Regions from separate parts of the Capra hircus genome. Here region 1 is linked to region 2. A link is a contact called in public Hi-C data. All regions are on one chromosome and are shown on one strand. Each heading gives the region's core, a stretch centred on a gene start, on an enhancer-like site or on the middle of the called end of the contact. The rest is flanking DNA. Distances are from core to core; before and after follow the strand shown.

Region 1 (4,730 bases), core at 1,493-3,992, 55 kb after region 2:
TCACTATGACTGTGTCAATCTGGGGGCTAAGGAGCCCCCTGCATTTCACAGAGGAAAGCTGCAGATTCAATCAGAGCTTGGGTTTTCTGGGGCCCAGTCCAGTTCTTTTCACCTCACAGCATCTCTGAATACTTTCTTTCACCACGGAGTTTAGAGACGTGATGAACTTTCTGAAAAATACATTTGCCTGGGGGCTTACAGTACCCAGCCCGCAGGGGTAGGAAGCCCATTGCTTCTGAGAAGCTTGGAGGACTGGGGCTCCCCCGTGACTGTGATATTTCCTGAGGCATGGTGTGCAGTGGTGATGGGATCAGGAGGAAGCAGGTTTGTTTGCTGTGCTCTGAAACCTCCCCTCCGACTCTTCATATACTCACTGGGTCCCAGGGCTCTAGAGGCCTCCTCACAGCCCTCTCCTCCTCCTGGGGTCAGTGTGGTCTTTGAACTTCACTGAGTGCAAACCTCTACTTCTGCAGTCCTTTTGCTGGACAGATGTCTCTACCTTTGTGATCTCACCTCATGCCTACTGCGAAGGCTTCCTGCAGCCTCGATGATGACGCTGGGTGGTAGGCAGGGCTGAGGTCCCTATTTTATACATGGAGTAAGTGCACAGTGGAGTTGAGTCCAGCATCCCTCCTTACTACTCTATGGGGCCTCTGCTATGCCTGGTACCAATCCCTCCCACCCTAGCACAGTGCTGCCACACCTCTTTGTAACTGATAACCCTCGCCCTCCACCGGGGCTCAGAAACAGCATCTGTCTTGTTCATGGCTGTCTCTCTGGTGCTCCGTAAATGCACACAAAAAATATTGAGAGCTCAAAGGTTAAAATTTGGATTCTCAATTTAGGAGTCAGTACAGGTGTCTAGTATAGGAGTTGGCAGACATTGACATTTATGATATATTTCCAGGGACTGGTGCTGGACAGGGTTGCGTGCGTGCATGCTAAGTCGCTTCAGTTGTGTCTGACAGTTTGTGACCCCGTGGACTGTGGCCCACCAGGCTCCTCTGTCCGTGGAATTTCCCAGGCAAGAACACTGGAGTGGGTTGCGATGCCCTCCTCCAGGGTTTCTTCCTGACCCAAGGATCAAACAGGTTCTTTACTACTAGTGCCACCTGGGAAGCCCACAGCCTCACATATCTGCATGGAGATCCTTCCCCAGTGGACTTCGCACACACTGGCTGGATGCCCAGCGATTCCTGCTCATAGGCTATCTTCCCATGCCAAATCTGGACTGATAACCCTGTTAAGCTGGAGTTCATGTTTGCGTCCAAAGAATCTTATGTGTGCTTTTCTGGAGAAAACCCATAATGAAACGTGACTTTTGGTCGTAACTTGGATGTATTATACCAGGATTAGCCAGGCATGAACAAGGAACCCTTAACTGGAATTTGTTTTCTTTCTTTTCCGAATATAGAATATTCCTAAATTTGCTTTCAATCACACACAAAAATATTTTTAATATCTTCAAACATTTAGAAAACAGTAAAGATATTTACGAAGCAGTTTATGAGGCTGTGGTTTCTACAGGGTTCAGAGGGCAGCCATCACTTCAGGCAGGTGAATGGGAATTATCGTGAAACATTGGTTCCTAAATAGCAGTGTAGATTTGTAGGAATGAAACCCACATAGAACTCATGCGTCTCTGCACTTGATTTCTGTTTATTGGCCCATTGCCCTGACTTGAGCCCCAGCAGTAGAGCAGGTGATGGAGAATCTAGAAGGCTGCAGCTGGCTAAACGGTTGAGATGATAGAGCAGCAAGTCGAGGTCGTCAGAGCACTGGGTCCTTTGGCTCACAGAGTGCAGATGGAGGGACTCGGTCCACACGAGACACTCTGGGCTGGGGGTCAAGGTCAGCTGCTTGCGGGGTTGCCCGAAGGTTGGGTCACTTTTGTTTAGTCACCAAGTCATGTCTGACTCTTTGTGACCCCATGGACTACATGTAGGCTGTGCCAGGCTCCTCTGTCCATGGGATTCTCCAGGCAAGAATAATGGAGTGGGTTGCCATTTTCTTCTCCATGGGTTAGCTTGGTGAGTCACTTTTCCCAGAGCTTTGAAACCCTGCTCATTCTCCGTGACTGTTCTGGCAGTAACCTTCCTACCTTACAGACTCACAACTTTGGGGTCACTTGGGGGTTTGTCTTGCTGTTCCTTGTCCAGTTTTATTGACAGTTTTCACAAAGTGCTGCCTATTCTCTTATAGTACAGTGACCTTTCATCCCCGTCCCATCCCAGGGCCCCATCCCAATTCCCCAACCCAGGCTAGGCACACTGCTACCCCATTACTGTCAATGTCCAGCCACTCCCCCTGCAGAGGCAGCTCTTGGTGTACACACTCCATCTCTTCATCCATCACCCCATCTAGAGGCCTGGGGTCTCTAGCACATGGTAGCAGGAGCAGAGACCCCAGTGTATTAAGAAAGCAATGTATTAGGGGCTTACTTGGTGCCAGTTGTACCAGGCACTTGACAGATTCTATCCCAAGCAGTCCTCACAGTGACACTGCGGTCACAGGTGCCTGAGATATGGCTGAGAAAGCCTAGCTGAGAAGGGTCAGGGGACAGGGGGTCAGGTGTGGGCTAGGGTTTGAAGTCAATGCATCTGACCTCATAGCTCCTGCTCTTTCTGCGGCACTGACTCTGGTGGAAATATTTTTTGGTTACGTGCCCTCACTCAGCTATTAAAATTGTCTTCCGGAAGCGCCAGCTGCATGAGCTCTGCGGACACTGGCAGTCACTTCCAGTCACCTCCTAGGCCAGCTCCCTCCACCCTGCCAAGGGCAGCTCTTCCTGCTGGAGGCCAGCTATCTGCAGTTTCCTGTCCGCTGTGGCCCCCGGGGGCTACGCTGGCCAAGGAAAGGAGGAAACGGGTCTCTGCCTTTCATTGCATTTGCCCAGCTGCCTGCGGGCTCCTTGGCAGTGCCCTGTCTCACGGTGCAGTCCTTGGCACCCAGTCCTGAATGGGTTCCCAGACAGAGAGTGTGGGTCCTTCCCCACCCCCCACCAGCCCCCTCCTACACCCGAGGAAAGGCTGTCTCTGCCTCTCCAAACCCATCCCTCCAGTTGGAACACCCAGGCAAAGCCAGTGGGGTGGGAGGTGAGGAACGTGGCAAGGGAACTTCTTCAAGAGGAGAGGCGGGCTATAGCTAGGGGGCGCCCCCAAGGAGCTTTTTGTTTATTTATTTGTTTTTATTTGGAGGATAATTGCTCGACAATATTGTTGAACAACATGAATCAGCCTTAAGTATGTTATATGCCCTCTCTCCCACACCCACCCCTGCCCCCATCCTACCTGTCTAGGTCACCAGAGAGCACTAAGCTGAGTTCCCTGTGTCATGGCTGCTTCTCAAGGAGTTCTTTAGGTTGGAGAGACCCGAGCACCTCTTCACAGACATATGGGTTCTCCCCTTGCTGTGCCGGGTCTTTGGTAAGAAGATGTTAGCAAGGTGAGTACCAGGAGGTCACCTTAGCAGCAGGAGAAGACTCACGTGTGTGGGCCTCCAGGGATGCCCAGGCTTCAGGAAGTTGACTCCCACCCCTCATAGCAGAGCGGCACAAAACTGCCTGGGGGGAAGGTAGGGCTCTGGGGGAAGACCCTAGGAGGGAAGGATTTAGGGGTTCATCTGACTTAGACTGAAAGATGCCTCGAGGAGAGCAAGCCATCACTTGGTGCCATCCCTTGGTCTCTGCATCCCTGATCACCCAGTGATGGTTCAGTGGTGCCTTCGTGCCCTTCAGATGTTGGGGGTGTGCCCAGGGGCCAGAGCGACAGTGAGCACTTTGAGGACCACTCTCTGGCCAGCAGCCCACTTCCAATCAGTTCGTGCACTGACAACTTGACTTCCCAGCACCCTAGGAGTCAGGCTCCAATAGTCTTACTGGGTTTCACCCTGTGCTACAGATGCAGGAACTGAAGCTCAAATTGGAGGAGTAACTGGTACCTGTCTAAGGTGCCAGGGCCAGGAACTGGGGTGTTCAGTCTCCATGATGCTGCTAGAAGGAGGGTGGGGGAACGGATGGCCGAGGCCCCAGGGCAGGCAGGAAGGGTGGGGCAGGATGCCTGGCACAGCTGGTTTTATTCTGTCTTCACAACAACCCCACCAAGCAGGTATTAGTCATCTGACTTTGTAAAGTGGAAACTGAGGCTCAGATATTACTTAGTTGCCCACAATGAGGGTTGGAGCCAGACTTTTGACCTAGATCTGACTTGAAAGGTCATCTCAGCACTAGATGGAATCCTTGTTGGCACAACCTCTGGGAAGGAATATGCTTCATGCCGCCCGCCCTGTCCTTGTGAGCTCGTCATGCGGTATTATGCAAAGGCACAGAAGGTAGTGTGGGACAGCATTTCAGCTTTTATAAGGCCCTTTGGAAACGTGAAAACTGGTGAGGTTTTCTGGGGACCCTCTCCCCAGAATAGTTCACACACATAGATAACTCTAGGTGAGATTTCAGGGATTTGAGGCTCCCCAAAGCCTTCAGTGGCTCCCAGTTGAGAACTGTGACATGTGTTGTTAGAAGCGGCGACTGTCCACACCCTTCACAGGACACATCATAGCACACAGGGACGGCTGTATGTCGGTGGGCATTTCAGCCTCACTTTAATTTTTTAATTTTCGTTTTACCTGGCTGCCCAGGTCTTAGCTGTGGCATGCAGCATCTTTGATCTTCCTTGCGGCATGTGGAATCTTGAATGACAGGTGAACTCTTGGCTGCGGCATGTGAGATCTAG
Region 2 (5,447 bases), core at 1,206-3,705:
CAGCTGCTTGCCAGGCCGCTGCCCTACAGACTGACAGCAGGCCTTCCCCACAGGTACTGGGCTTCTCTGTAGACCCCCGTGCCCTCAATAAACCTGGACCCTTGGGAGAAAAAAAAATGGACAAAGGATCTGAATTGGGGTCTCTCTGAAGAAGATATATGAATGACCAATAATCACATGAAAAATGCTCAGTATCATTCGTCACTAGACAAATGCAGGTCAAGGTCAGTTCACACCCACTGAAAGTTAAGTGTTAGTTGCTCAGTCATGTCTGACTCTTTGGAACCCCATGGACTATAACCTGCCAAGCTCCTCTGTCCATGGAATTCTGTAGGTAAAAATACTGGAGTGGGTTCCCATTCCTTTCTCCAGGGGATCTCTCCAACCCAGGGATTGAACCTGGGTTTCCCACATTGCAGGCAGATTCTTTACCGTCTCAGCTATCAGGGAAGCCTGCTGCTGCTGCTACTGCTGCTAAGTCATTTCAGTCATGTCCGATTCTGTGCAACCCCATAGATGGCAGCCCACCAGGCTCCCCCATCCCTGAGATTCTCCAGGCAAGAATACTGGAGTGGGTTGCCATTTCCTTCTCCAATGCATGAAAGTGAAAAGTGAAAGTGAAGTTGCTCAGTCGTGTCCGACTCTTAGCGACCCCATGGACTGCAGCCCACCAGGCTCCTCCATCCATGGGATTTTCCAGGCAAGAGTACTGGAGTGGGTTGCCATTGCCTTCTCCAGGGAAGCCTGCTAGGACAGCTGTAATCCAAAAGATTGGTAATGAGACGTGTTGGTGAGGATGTGGGGAAATTGGCGTTCTCAGACACTCCTGCTGGGGATGTGAAAGGGTGCAGCTACTTCAGAAAATAGTCTGGCAGCTCCTCAGTTAAACACAGAATTACCACATGATCCAGAAATTTCACCTCTAGGTATATATACCCAAGAGAGATGAAAGTATGTTAATACATCCAGGACTTCCCTGGTGGTCCAGAGGTTATGAATCACCTGCCAACGCAGAGGACATGAGTTCAGTCCTTGGTTCTGGAAGACTCCACGTGAGTCGGAGCAACTAAGACTGTGTGGCGCAACTAGCGAGCCCGCGCTCCGCAACAAGAGAATCCACTGCGGTGAGAAGCCTGTGTACTGAAACTAGAGACGTGCCCCACTCATCAAAACCAGGGAAAGCCTGCGTGCAGCAACAAAGACTCAGCGCAGCCAAAAATAAATATGTAAATAAAATTTAAAAAAATCTGTCCATACAAAAACCTGTGCACAAATGTTTATAGCAGCAGAATTAGTCACAATAGTCAAAACGTGGGGGGAAAAACCCAAATGTTCATCAGCTGATGAATGGACAAGCAAAATGAGGAATACATAGATGATGAAAAGAAATGAAGCACTGAGATGAACCTTGAAAACACTTGGCTAAGTGAAGACAGCGGTCACAAAGGACTACATATGATATGATTCCAATTATGCAAAGTGCTCCAAATGGGCCAATTCATATAGAGACAGGAAGTATAATCATGGTTGCCTAGGGCTTAGGGGGTTGCAGGGTTGGAAACTGATGGCTACAGGGTATGGGATTTCTTTGGGGGGGAGAATGAAAAGGTTCTAAAATTGATTGTGGCAATGGTTGCACAACTCTGTGAGTGTACTGAAAGCCATTGACTCCTACACTTTAAATGGGTGAATTATACGGTGTGTGTGTGAATCACAGTTCAATAGAGCTGCTTTTTTTTTTTTTTTTTTTTTTTTAATGATCTCCAGACTGTGCAAACAGACACTGCCTTTTGGGGAGAGGGGAAATAACGGAGAGTTGAGGGCAGGAGGGCAGAAGGAAAGGAGTGTCTCAGGGGCGAGAGCCAGTTAGGGAATGGCCCCACAGCTGAGTCTCTGAGAGGAAAAGTCAGGCCGGCTGACAGACCCTGGGTCAGCAGCAGTGGGGGACCCAGGATCCATCCTCCTGCACAGGGACTGCAGGCTCTTACCCGCTTCCTGAGGCTTTCCTAACCGTGGACTGATTGCCCTCTGCCATCATCAGTGAACCCCAGGGCAGAGCACGGAGGAGGGGCAAGAGGAGCTGAGACCACAGTGCAAGACCCACTCTGAATCTCCAGTCCCACCCCCCGGGCGCCCAGGGACGGTCCTCCCATCTCCCCATATTCTCAGCTGTTTCTGAAATAAGGAAGCACTTAGCGGGAAGGCTGGAAGGATGTGGTCTAAGTTAAACAGAGCCCAGTGGGGCCCGGGGTGAGGGAGGAACCCAGAGTGAGGAAAAGAAGAGGGCAGCTGCAGAGAGGGGCAGGGGTCCTGGGCTGTCTAGAGGGGAGACCAGATTGGGCCCCCGAAGGGGCACTGCGCTCCTCAGAGGCAGGAGCTGGGGGCTCAGCTGTGCTTCCTCCCTCGAACTGGTCAGGAAGAATTAGAGCAGCTGAGCTGACAGGCCTGAGCGCCTGCTCTGCCGGGCACACCAGGCCCAAGAGAGGGCTGTGCTTTACCCACAGCTACCAGAACAGGAAGCCGCAGCGCCAAGGTCAGGGGTTGGCCCAAGGTCACAGAGTCAGGGTTGAGGTGGATTCAGTCTGACCGCAGAGCCCAGGCTAGGCTCGTGACCTTCTCGCCACACTGCCCTGGAGGGAGGTCAGGGGACCCAGCACCACCTCCCCTTGCTCGTCAACTAGGGAGGCCACAGGCCATTTGTGGCTGAACTTACCTGATGCCCCCTTACTCTTCCCACCACCCCAAGCAAGCAAACCCATTCTTCAGTCCCTCATCAGTGTCTCCTGGGACTTCCCCGGGTCCAGGAATGACCCCTGTTCTCTCGACTTATTAGCCTGACAAACCCACCCAGGCTGCCCCTGACCAGCCCAGCACCTCGGAGCACAGGCTGCCTCTGTGCCTCTGCTTGGAATCATTCCTGACCCCATGCTCACATCTGTCCACTGGGAAGAGTTCTGGCTCAATGCTACCCGCTCGGTGAGGCCGCCCCCAGACAGGCCTGTGCCAAGTTGGGACTGCCCTGGTGTCCGACACCAAGGTTGGGGGGTTTCCGACACCAAGGTTGGGGGGTTTCCGGTTGTGGAAGACCAGAGTTGGGGGCAGGGGAGAGAGTAGGTGGGTGGGAATCTGGGACTTATTCCCTTCACCCCTTTTCCCTCCAGCCCTTTCTCTTCCAACCTAAGCCCTCTGGGCTTCTCTTAGGAATGATCGGGAAGCTCCCTCTCCCTCCCTCAGGCTAGGGGAAAGCGAAGAAAGGGGTGTGTGTGTGTGCGCGCGCGCACATCTGTGGAGTATTGTGTGTATGTGTGGAGAATGTGTGTTTGTGTTTACGTGGTGTGTCTGTGTAGCGTGTCTGTGTATGTGGAGTATGTGCGTATCTGTGGAGTACATGTGTGTATGTGTGTGTCTGCCCCCAAGAGTGGCTGTGCTGAGCTCTTGGGATGGAGGAGGGGGTCTGGGAGGACCACAGAAGGTGCTGGTGTCCCAGAAAACTGGAGAACATCAGAGAACAAACCAAGGTGATAAGTCTCCTTAATCTCCCTGGAGCCTTCCCTCAAGCTCATCACCCAGCTGAGAGGTCATCGCTCACTGTCCTGGTCTGCGCTCCTGACGCAGCAGCTGGGCTTGCAGGGAGGCCTCACACACACACACACGCACACGCACACTCCACCACAGTTATCCCCCAAATGTCTCAGGCCCAGGCATGGGCAAGCTCAGATAGACAGACAGACAGGCAGGGCTGGCTGGGGGAAGGCGAGGCAGATGGCCAGAGCAATATGTGAAAGCAAGGAGTGAATAGATAGGATGATTTTTGTCCCGGGTGCACGTCTTGTCTCTCCCGTCAGACCGGGGACCTGTAGATTTAGGGGCTAGGTCATGTCCAGGCTCCTCTGACCTCCACTGTCTCCCCAAGTTTGCTCAGACTCATGTCCATTGAGTCAGCGATGCTGCCTAACCATCTTATCCTTTGCCGCCCCCTCTCCCTTTGCCTTCAATTTCGGGAAGGGACCCTGATGCTGGCAAAGACTGAAGATTGAGGGACACCACCTTAATTCTCAGAGCAGAGAGTAAATTAAGTAAATGAAGATGTTGTCTAGACTGGGCTTGGGTCTCCCCTTGGCCTACACTTCCCAAGAAGCCTGGAGACCGTTCCCCAGGAGGCTGTGACAGCAGAGTGGCTGGTCCCTCTCCTTTCCCCAACTCAGCGGAGACAAGGAAGTTGGTCTCCTGAGGGTCTGACCATCCATGGCCTGTTCTTTCCCAGACTGGCTGAGGAAGAGGCCCAACTCCTGAGCCTCGGGAGCATCCAGTCTGACGGAGTAGTCACCCCCAAGGACACACAGCCCCTTCCTGGGGTGGGGGAGGTCCTCGTCTGCCAGGTACATGAGTGGGACAAACCCCATCAGTGCCTACCTGGAGAGTACAGCATACTGGTAGCTTGCATGGTGCTTGACAGTTGAAGGTTCTGGGGATGGGGGGTTTGCAGAGGACCCCTCCCCCCCCCAGAACTCTCCCAGAATCCCCTGGGATTCCTAAGTCAGTGGCACGTTTTTAACAGCTGCCTCCTTCCCGCTTGTCCCCCACAGGCTGGTGCTGGTACAAATGGCCCCTTTCTATCTGCCTGGTCCCCACCCACCAGTCCAAGGGCCATCTCCCTGTGGGGACAGGAGACCCAGGACTCCCACCCTGGGGGCCACCACCAGGCTGGCTATCCTCATGCCATCATCTCAGGATAAGTCTGAGTCCCTCCCTCTTTTTCCGTCCAAGACTGACAGGTAGGGGCTGTCCCTGACACCCCAACGGGATCTCTTTTATCTTGAAAGCCTCCTTGATTCCTGAAGCCACTGATGTGGCACTCACCCTGTGCATCTCTGACTTCACATGGTCTTCACTCTGCCTCTCTCTTGTTCTTATAAAGATACCAGTTGTACTGAATTAGGGACCCATCCTTTTCCAGCACAACCCCATCTTATCTAATTGTTTCTGCAATGACCCTATTTCCACATAAAGCCACAGACTGAGGTACTGGGGATTAGGACTTCAATATATCTTTTTGGGGGATGACATTCAATCCATACCATTCTTCTTGGCATGGTTAGGCCACTGGCATGCCTCAGAGCAGGCGAGGGGGTGTTTCTGGCTTAATTCCATGACCCCTGGGGAAAGGGTCTGGTACCACACCAGTCATTTTGGTTTATTTTGGGGTCCTTGACTAATTACTCTCCTTTCCATGTCAGTTTTCTCAGCTGAACTGTAAAAAGTTTGAATGAGGCAAGATATCCTGTCTTTAAGCTCCCATAGCATCCTAAGGTTTTTTTCATCCTGCCTTAGCTCCACTGTGTCCAGGTTGTGTTAGCTGGGGCAAGGGACATCCTGGCCGTGGGCCTCACACTTCTCATCTATCAATTGGAATAGGGCTCCTCTGAGGACTCCATGACAGGTCCATC

Evidence for each region. Hi-C and Micro-C count contacts between places; a contact is called where the count stands out from the background.
Region 1: a contact with region 2 is called in a Hi-C map of blood, with 2.3 times the contacts expected there. The contact joins two enhancer-like sites. A contact is called at or near these places in 2 of 5 Hi-C or Micro-C datasets (both in blood).

What each region holds. Positions count from the first base shown.
Region 1 is chr23:31,213,734-31,218,463 of ARS1.2, forward strand. No RefSeq gene overlaps it. Among named protein-coding and RNA genes, the nearest start is that of TMEM63B, 22 kb to the left of the region's middle. Within about 2 kb of position 2,743, at least 3 of the 5 cell types and tissues checked have an H3K27ac peak or open chromatin away from gene starts, as enhancers often do.
Region 2 is chr23:31,158,821-31,164,267 of ARS1.2, forward strand. No RefSeq gene overlaps it. Among named protein-coding and RNA genes, the nearest start is that of CAPN11, 3.1 kb to the left of the region's middle. Within about 2 kb of position 2,456, at least 1 of the 5 cell types and tissues checked has an H3K27ac peak or open chromatin away from gene starts, as enhancers often do.